Linked DNA regions of Pogona vitticeps: region 2 is linked to region 1. A link is a contact called in public Hi-C data. All regions are on one chromosome and are shown on one strand. The core of a region is the stretch at or near the end of the contact, and the rest is flanking DNA. Distances in the headings are between cores, read along the strand shown. Region 1 holds the start of CENPC (centromere protein C). Region 2 holds the start of YTHDC1 (YTH N6-methyladenosine RNA binding protein C1).

Evidence for each region. Hi-C and Micro-C count contacts between places; a contact is called where the count stands out from the background.
Region 2: a contact with region 1 is called in a Hi-C map of muscle, with 4 times the contacts expected there. The contact joins the promoter of YTHDC1 here to the promoter of CENPC in region 1. A contact is called at or near these places in 2 of 2 Hi-C or Micro-C datasets (blood and muscle).

What each region holds. Positions count from the first base shown.
Region 1 is chr6:81,592,538-81,595,715 of PviZW2.1, forward strand. CENPC (centromere protein C) reads right to left here and starts at 1,533. Exons shown (of 18, transcript XM_078377663.1): 1 at 1,396-1,533. The coding sequence starts at 1,407.
Region 2 is chr6:81,881,823-81,885,180 of PviZW2.1, forward strand. YTHDC1 (YTH N6-methyladenosine RNA binding protein C1) reads left to right here and starts at 1,660. Exons shown (of 16, transcript XM_078377666.1): 1 at 1,660-2,404. The coding sequence starts at 2,377.

The DNA of each region.
Region 1 (3,178 bases), core at 283-2,782:
AATCTCACTGTATCAAAAATAGACCTAGTAGTGCACTCCAAACCAACTTGCCAGTAAATTTGAAGGTGACCTATGATAGTGGTCCCCCACATAGGGAAAACATCTCAACAAAATATTTATAGGTGCATTGGTAGATGAGGAGAAAGGTTTAAGGTGTAAGACCACAAAGCAAAATACAGCCATATATGGTCTAGAGGAGGGGAAGAAATTGCCTGCTCTTTCCTCATGCCATAAAGAAAGCAGGCTTTACCAGAAAACAGAAACTGGAAGAGGTCAAATGGACATCAGAGTACCAAGTGACTGACCAGCCATGGAGGAGAGCGTGGACTTCAGGATCTTACTTTAATATTTCAAATATGAGAAAATCTGCTCCTATAAATACCAACAAGATCCATTAAGACAGTCAATGTTGCTAATGCTACTTCTGCAATAGCAAAACTTTAATTTAAATATAATTAGCAAAAGCCCGTCATCTAACAAAAATACACTAATTATCAGCCCATCTCTCAGGGAAGCTTATTTCCTGCCACAAAGCAAAGAACCAAGTTGTTGCTTTTTGACTTTTGAGAACATGCCTTTTGCAAAGATGATGCACCAGTTTCCCTTCCAAGCTTCCTGTATCTCATGAGATGAGGGTTGGTCAAGATACCGTCAAGATCCCATCTCTTTCAGCCTAGCAGCTTTGATTGTAACCGACCTACACGTTGGCAAGGTGGCAAATATTCATTCCCTACTGACCCTACAGTAGTATGAAGGCGGTTTTAAGACTATATCAGGCCGGTGGCTCTTCATGGCCAGGCAATATCCGAATGGTTCCTCCCCCACCCCCTCCTACTTCCAGAGGAAATGTGATCATTTAGACCAGTGGTTCTTGACCTTGGGTTACCCAGGTGTTTTTGGACTGCAACTCCCAGAAGCCTTCACCATCAGCTGTGCTGGCTGGGGTTTCTGGGAGTTGCAGTTCAAAAACATCCGAGTAACAAAGGTTAAGAACCACTGATTTAGACTGCATAGAAACTTCATGGGGCAGCAGCAGCCATTGGGACGTGAAAAACGTGAAGCCCTATCTATGCTCAGCCTGTATATTCGGATAAAATACATCAGATACCATAACGCCGTAACAAGAGGCTTTCGGATTTTTCTCGCACCCCGAGAACTCTCACCACTCGAGGACTTTAAAAGGGAGCAACATATAGTGACCCGGCTTGTCCAACATAACCCCTAATTCGCATTAGACGCATTAGAGCTAAGGAAAGAGGTAATTGTAGGGCCGGGTCTACGAATATAGCCGCTTTAACTCTGGCGGGCGGAAAATGAGCCGAGCTGGGTCGAACTACCATCCTTGAGGGCGAGGGCGGCGGCGGCGGGGGGAGAAAAGGGCGACCTTTCTCTTACCAGGGAGTCCATATCGACTTTCCTCCTCACAAAGGCCGCAAAGCGATTCCGCCTCCTTTCCTCTTCCTCTGTTTGAAAACGTCGGCCTCTCCCGCGCCGTCCGCGCTCCGAAAAAGAAGGCCGCTCATTGGCCGGGAGACTTTGACGTCACAAAAAGGGAGGTTGGGGGAAGAGAATGAGCGAGAGGAAGGAAGGAGCCTGTCCTCCTGTCATAGATCTGCGAACTGTCATAGATCTACGAGCATCTAGTGTGGAGGTATACGCCAGGTCAACTTGCGGGTTTACTTTTGAGTAGGCCATGTTTAAAAACGGGGCAAAAGGAATTCGTGCAGGTACAATCAGCGGAGAAAGCTACGATTTGAATTTAACTGTTAATTTAGCATTCAGAGATTTTAATTTTTTTTTCACGACAAATAATACAGTCCTTGTCATGTCGCTATTTCATTTTACTTGGTCCATCCAGTCACCGCCATATATATATATTAAAATAGAATTCATTATGTGAATATTGCATTTAAAGTTGCTCGATTGAAATACTGTATTCATAGCAGTTTGTCATTGAAAAGAAAAGAGGAAACCATCCCTGGAGTGATTCCACATTGTATCTACAGTACATCTTGTATTGCTATGTATGGTGAGTGACTGGCTTTGGCTGGCAGTACTTAGTTGGATGTGTGCCTGGAGATTTAGAAGGGATAATACAATACAGTACATGTGAATAGAACTGGGTGCTGATTGTTATAATGCCTGGCTCTGGAGATGCTGTTTGACAAAGAACAGGACTCTATTGGTGCAAAGGCTCCATTTTGTAACACTCACTTTGGTTCTGCCAACTCTATTTGGTAGCCTATTCAATGACTTCCAAGTAACTTAAGTTTTCCGTATGACTGGGGGGGTAGATTTTCTGGGAGTTCCATCCACTTTAAGAAGTGGGCAGTTCTTTCTAACAAAAATACACCAATGATTATAGTCCTAACATTCTTTGCTGTTCCTTCAGGATTCATAGGTGTTCTGAAAAGAACATAGAAAAAACCATGTGGCCTTTGCACATGATCAAAGGCAAGAGTAGGCAAATCCTTATTAAACCACTAAAAGGTCACAGACAAATGCTAGCTTTTGGCCTGCTCATGCCTTCATCAGGCTGAGCGCTACTTATCTCTGGTTCATACAGAAAAAAATACAGGAGTTCAAAAATGGCTATTCCATTTCAAAATGGGGGTTGCAAAGTCAATCCAGGAGTGCTGGTTTTAAATTCCATCTCTGGCAACATCAAGTTGGCTTAAACTTGCCAGTCAGAAGGCTGTCACCCATTCAGCAGTTCCCACTCACTGATTTACATTGAAACAAGAGTTCCTTACCTTTTGCTGTGGATTGGGGTGACACAGAAATGCGGCAAAACTCTCATAACAGAAGTTAGGATAAAATTTAGTTTCCTTTATTGCTTATCTTCTTCCCTGGCCATCTTTCAAGCAGCATCCATGGAGATTTTTTCCTATGCTGGAATCTCCACATTGTCTCTTTTATTTAGATTGTAACTACAGTTGATAACTGTAAATGAACAATTTTTTTCCATCTTAATAAGTCTTTAGAATGATCACTTTTTACAGAAAAACGGCCAGACAGTGTGGTTGGTCAGCCATGGTTAAATCATTCCACGCTTGTTTTTTCTGCCTAGTGCTCTTCTAACAAAAGGAATAACACAATTCCCAATATAAACTTTTTTTTCTTTTTGCCAAAAGCCCTAGCAGCATACACTAGGTAGAGAAAGATAGGTGTCATGACA
Region 2 (3,358 bases), core at 410-2,909, 290 kb after region 1:
TGCCCCCTAGAGTCGGACACGACTAGACTAAAAATGTCAAGGGGAACCTTTACCTTTACCTTGCATCCACATGGCATCTACACTTCAAGCAACCCTATTTGTCCCACTTCCATTTAAAGGAAAGAAAACAAAATAACAATCTCCCTCTTTGTCTACTCCTCCTTCTGGGAGGAAGCTTTCATTTTCCCCCACCCCAAAAGGTCCAGTGTTTCAGTGCTGCCCTAACAAGCTCAAAAACAACAGCAACACACCTTTGCACACCCCTCCATGGAGGAACAGATGAAGTTTAAAAATTTCCCAATATTCTTAAGTGGCTAAGATTGTCTGCTTAAGCAGTTTAATGATATTGGGAAATTGAAGGCAGGAAGTCATCCACTTTGGTTTGATCTCAGTGATCATTCATGCTGGAACAAAGTCAAAATGGAGCAATCCTGCCCACATCTAAAAAAAGAGTAGTCTCTGACAGGGAACCTAAAAGGCACAGGTAGGAACTCTCCGGAGAGGGGTTGGTTCAGACTAGCACTTACGTGAACACTGGGGAAAGGAATGAAATACTGTATTTTATTCCCACAGCAGATCAAATAGTGGGATAAATCCCTGTGTAGTCACACTTTAAATTTGCTTGTTTGCTATAGTGAAAGTGACTCCTTATTAAAGACTTTATGACTACTCTTTTGCTAGAATTACACACTTCCCCAAAAATCAGTGCTGTTTATAATTTGTTGCAGTGGAATCAATCACAGAAAACATCTGCTGTTTTTTTCAATTCTTTCTCACACCTCCTCTCGTTGGCTGGCTGCTCCTCTCCAATCTCTGCCATTTCCTCTCTTCTCTGCCCCATCATATCTCTATAGCTTGCTTTCTCAGCATTGTTCTGTTTTGTCACTTCTTCATACCCCTATTGTCTTGCTTGCCTGTTGGGTATTCCCCTCTGTCTTCTACACCAGTGGTTCTTAACCTTGGGTTACTCAGGTGTTTTTGAACTGCAACTCCCAGAAATCCCAGCCAGCACAGCTGGTGGTGAAGGTTTCTGGGAGTTGCAGTCCAAAAATACCTGAGTAATTCAAGGTTAAGAACCACTGTTCTACACCTTGTCTCTTCCATCTTCACTGTCTGTCATGTTTGGTAAGTGCGCCACTTTACAGTGCTGATTGCAGTGGTTATAAAAGAGATTTCTGGACGCACCGAGGAAGTGTTTATTAACAACTGAATCATTGCAGGTTTTGAATTTCTAGCAAAATTCCCTTTTTGCTATGCAGTAGAAGTACAGAGAGGGACAGAGGAGAATACTGTAGTTTTAAGTTCCCTTAGAGTCCAGCCCTTTCTCCTTAATTGGCACTTAAAAGGCTCATTAGCTCACTCTGAAACATTTCTAGAAGAATGAATAAAAATTTACTTACAATTGCTTGAAATTAGACTTGTGTATGTAGCTTTATTTACTGCACACATACTTAGCAATCAAGCAGACAGATCAACAGCAAACAAAAAAAAAAACCTGCAGCGGACAAAGGTTCTTTTCCTTATACAGTAGTTTGATCTAAAAAATTATCCAGTAGGAAGGGCAGGGACTCACAACCACTGCATCTATACTGAAAAGCAGAAGAAAGCAATTTCAGGAGAGCCATTGCCAATAATTTGAGGGAGCAGTGAATTGCATGGGGTGCACTGGACTGAAAATCCACACTAATTTAAGTCTCACAGCTAACTTGCAATATTAAACAGTGGACTACGAACGGCAATATGGGGGTCAATGGATTTTATTTACTTGGAAATTACGCTGTAAAGGCAATATTTAAAGAGTTTTCGTTTCCTACACAAAATAAAATCTCAGAAAAGGCAGGAATTCCTCTCTACACTCCGGGAAAGGTTTGTAGAGAAGCCGCGCAACAGTGCCTCTACACTTTCCATCCAATTATTTCATCGATCAGTCCTCATTTCCGCCAGCGCCTGCGAGAGGTTTTTTAAGTTTTCCGTACGTAACCCACAGCAAGGGAGACTCTTGTTATCTGCCCTCCCCTCTTGCGTCCTCACTCTTTCCTTTCTAACTCTATGGTCCGAAGCTTAGTCCGCCCAATCGATGAGATCACGCGCCGCGTCCTGTGACGGAAGGGGGGCGTGTATAGCGCTGTGCATTGTGGGAAGGAACGAATTGTCGCGTAGGAAGTCCGGACGGAAAAGAGGAAGGAGGAGGGGGGGATCCTCCATTTTGGTCTGCGTTGGGGGAGCTGCTGGGATTTTTTTTCCCCTTTTGCTCGAGACTCGTGTCCCTTCTCTCGGACACCGGCTTCTCCCTCCCCGATAGCCGAGCGGCATTGTGGTTCTCCCGCGCGAAGGCTCCGTCCGTGCCTGGGAACCGGTGGGGGTTGCGGGGCAACGATGGCGGCCGAGAGCCGGGAGGAAAAAGGTACCGACGATTCCCCTCCCCCCTCTTTTCTGAAACCGCTCGTTCGCTGTCATGGCGACGGGGGGTCCCGCGGGTCCGGACAGGGAGCGGGGAGGCCGTGGCTAGGCGGCTTTGTCTTGAACGCGGTGCGGGTTGGCCCGGCTGATGCTGTAGGTGGGCGGCCCTTGTTCCCGAGGTAAGGCCCTGCCCTTCATGGTGGAGGGCCTCGGCGGGCCTTGATACCTTTTCCCCGACCTGGTTTCTGTCTCTCTGGCGAAACTGAATTCCCTTGTGGAAGCGTTGTGAGGCGTCCCTCCCCCCAAAAAAAACCTCTCCTACTCTGGGAGCTGCGGAAGGCAAAGCGAGGGAGGTTTGATGGAATTAAGTGGAATGCTACTAGGGGATTATTTATAGCTGGGTGCGAAGTAGTTTTAGATTCGTACAGTTTGAGTAAGAGGCATTTAAGCTTTAAATAATTGGGACTGAAATGCTCCTAACATTGGCTGAAATGTTTTCGTTTGTGTGTCCTTCATTTTGGGTTTTAGGTGTTTTATTTTTTTAAAATATTTTTACCCAGTTTTTCTCCTTTAAAGGACCCAAGGTGGCTTTTTAATATCTGCCCCGTGGCGGAAACTTTAGTAAACCTGGTAACTGTCGAGTAAATGTGAGTTAGGACCATTGTCTATATGCCGATGAGAAACTGAGGCAGAGAAAATAATAACATGCCTAAGGCCCCCTGCCAGGTTATTAGCTGAAGTAAGACTTGTGCCAGCAGTATCTTCGTTTATGTTTTATATTCTTTGATAGTGCAGTAGGTTAGCTTTCTGATTACTTGGAACACTTTGCAGTACATACACAGGGAGAGTGTGCCAGTGTTTTCTCCACTATGCCATTAAGCCGAGTCGCTCCTTTCTGTATAAAACTGCAGATCCATGCGTTTTCCAGGTCATGGGGTGAAATGTGTTAGAAATGGGA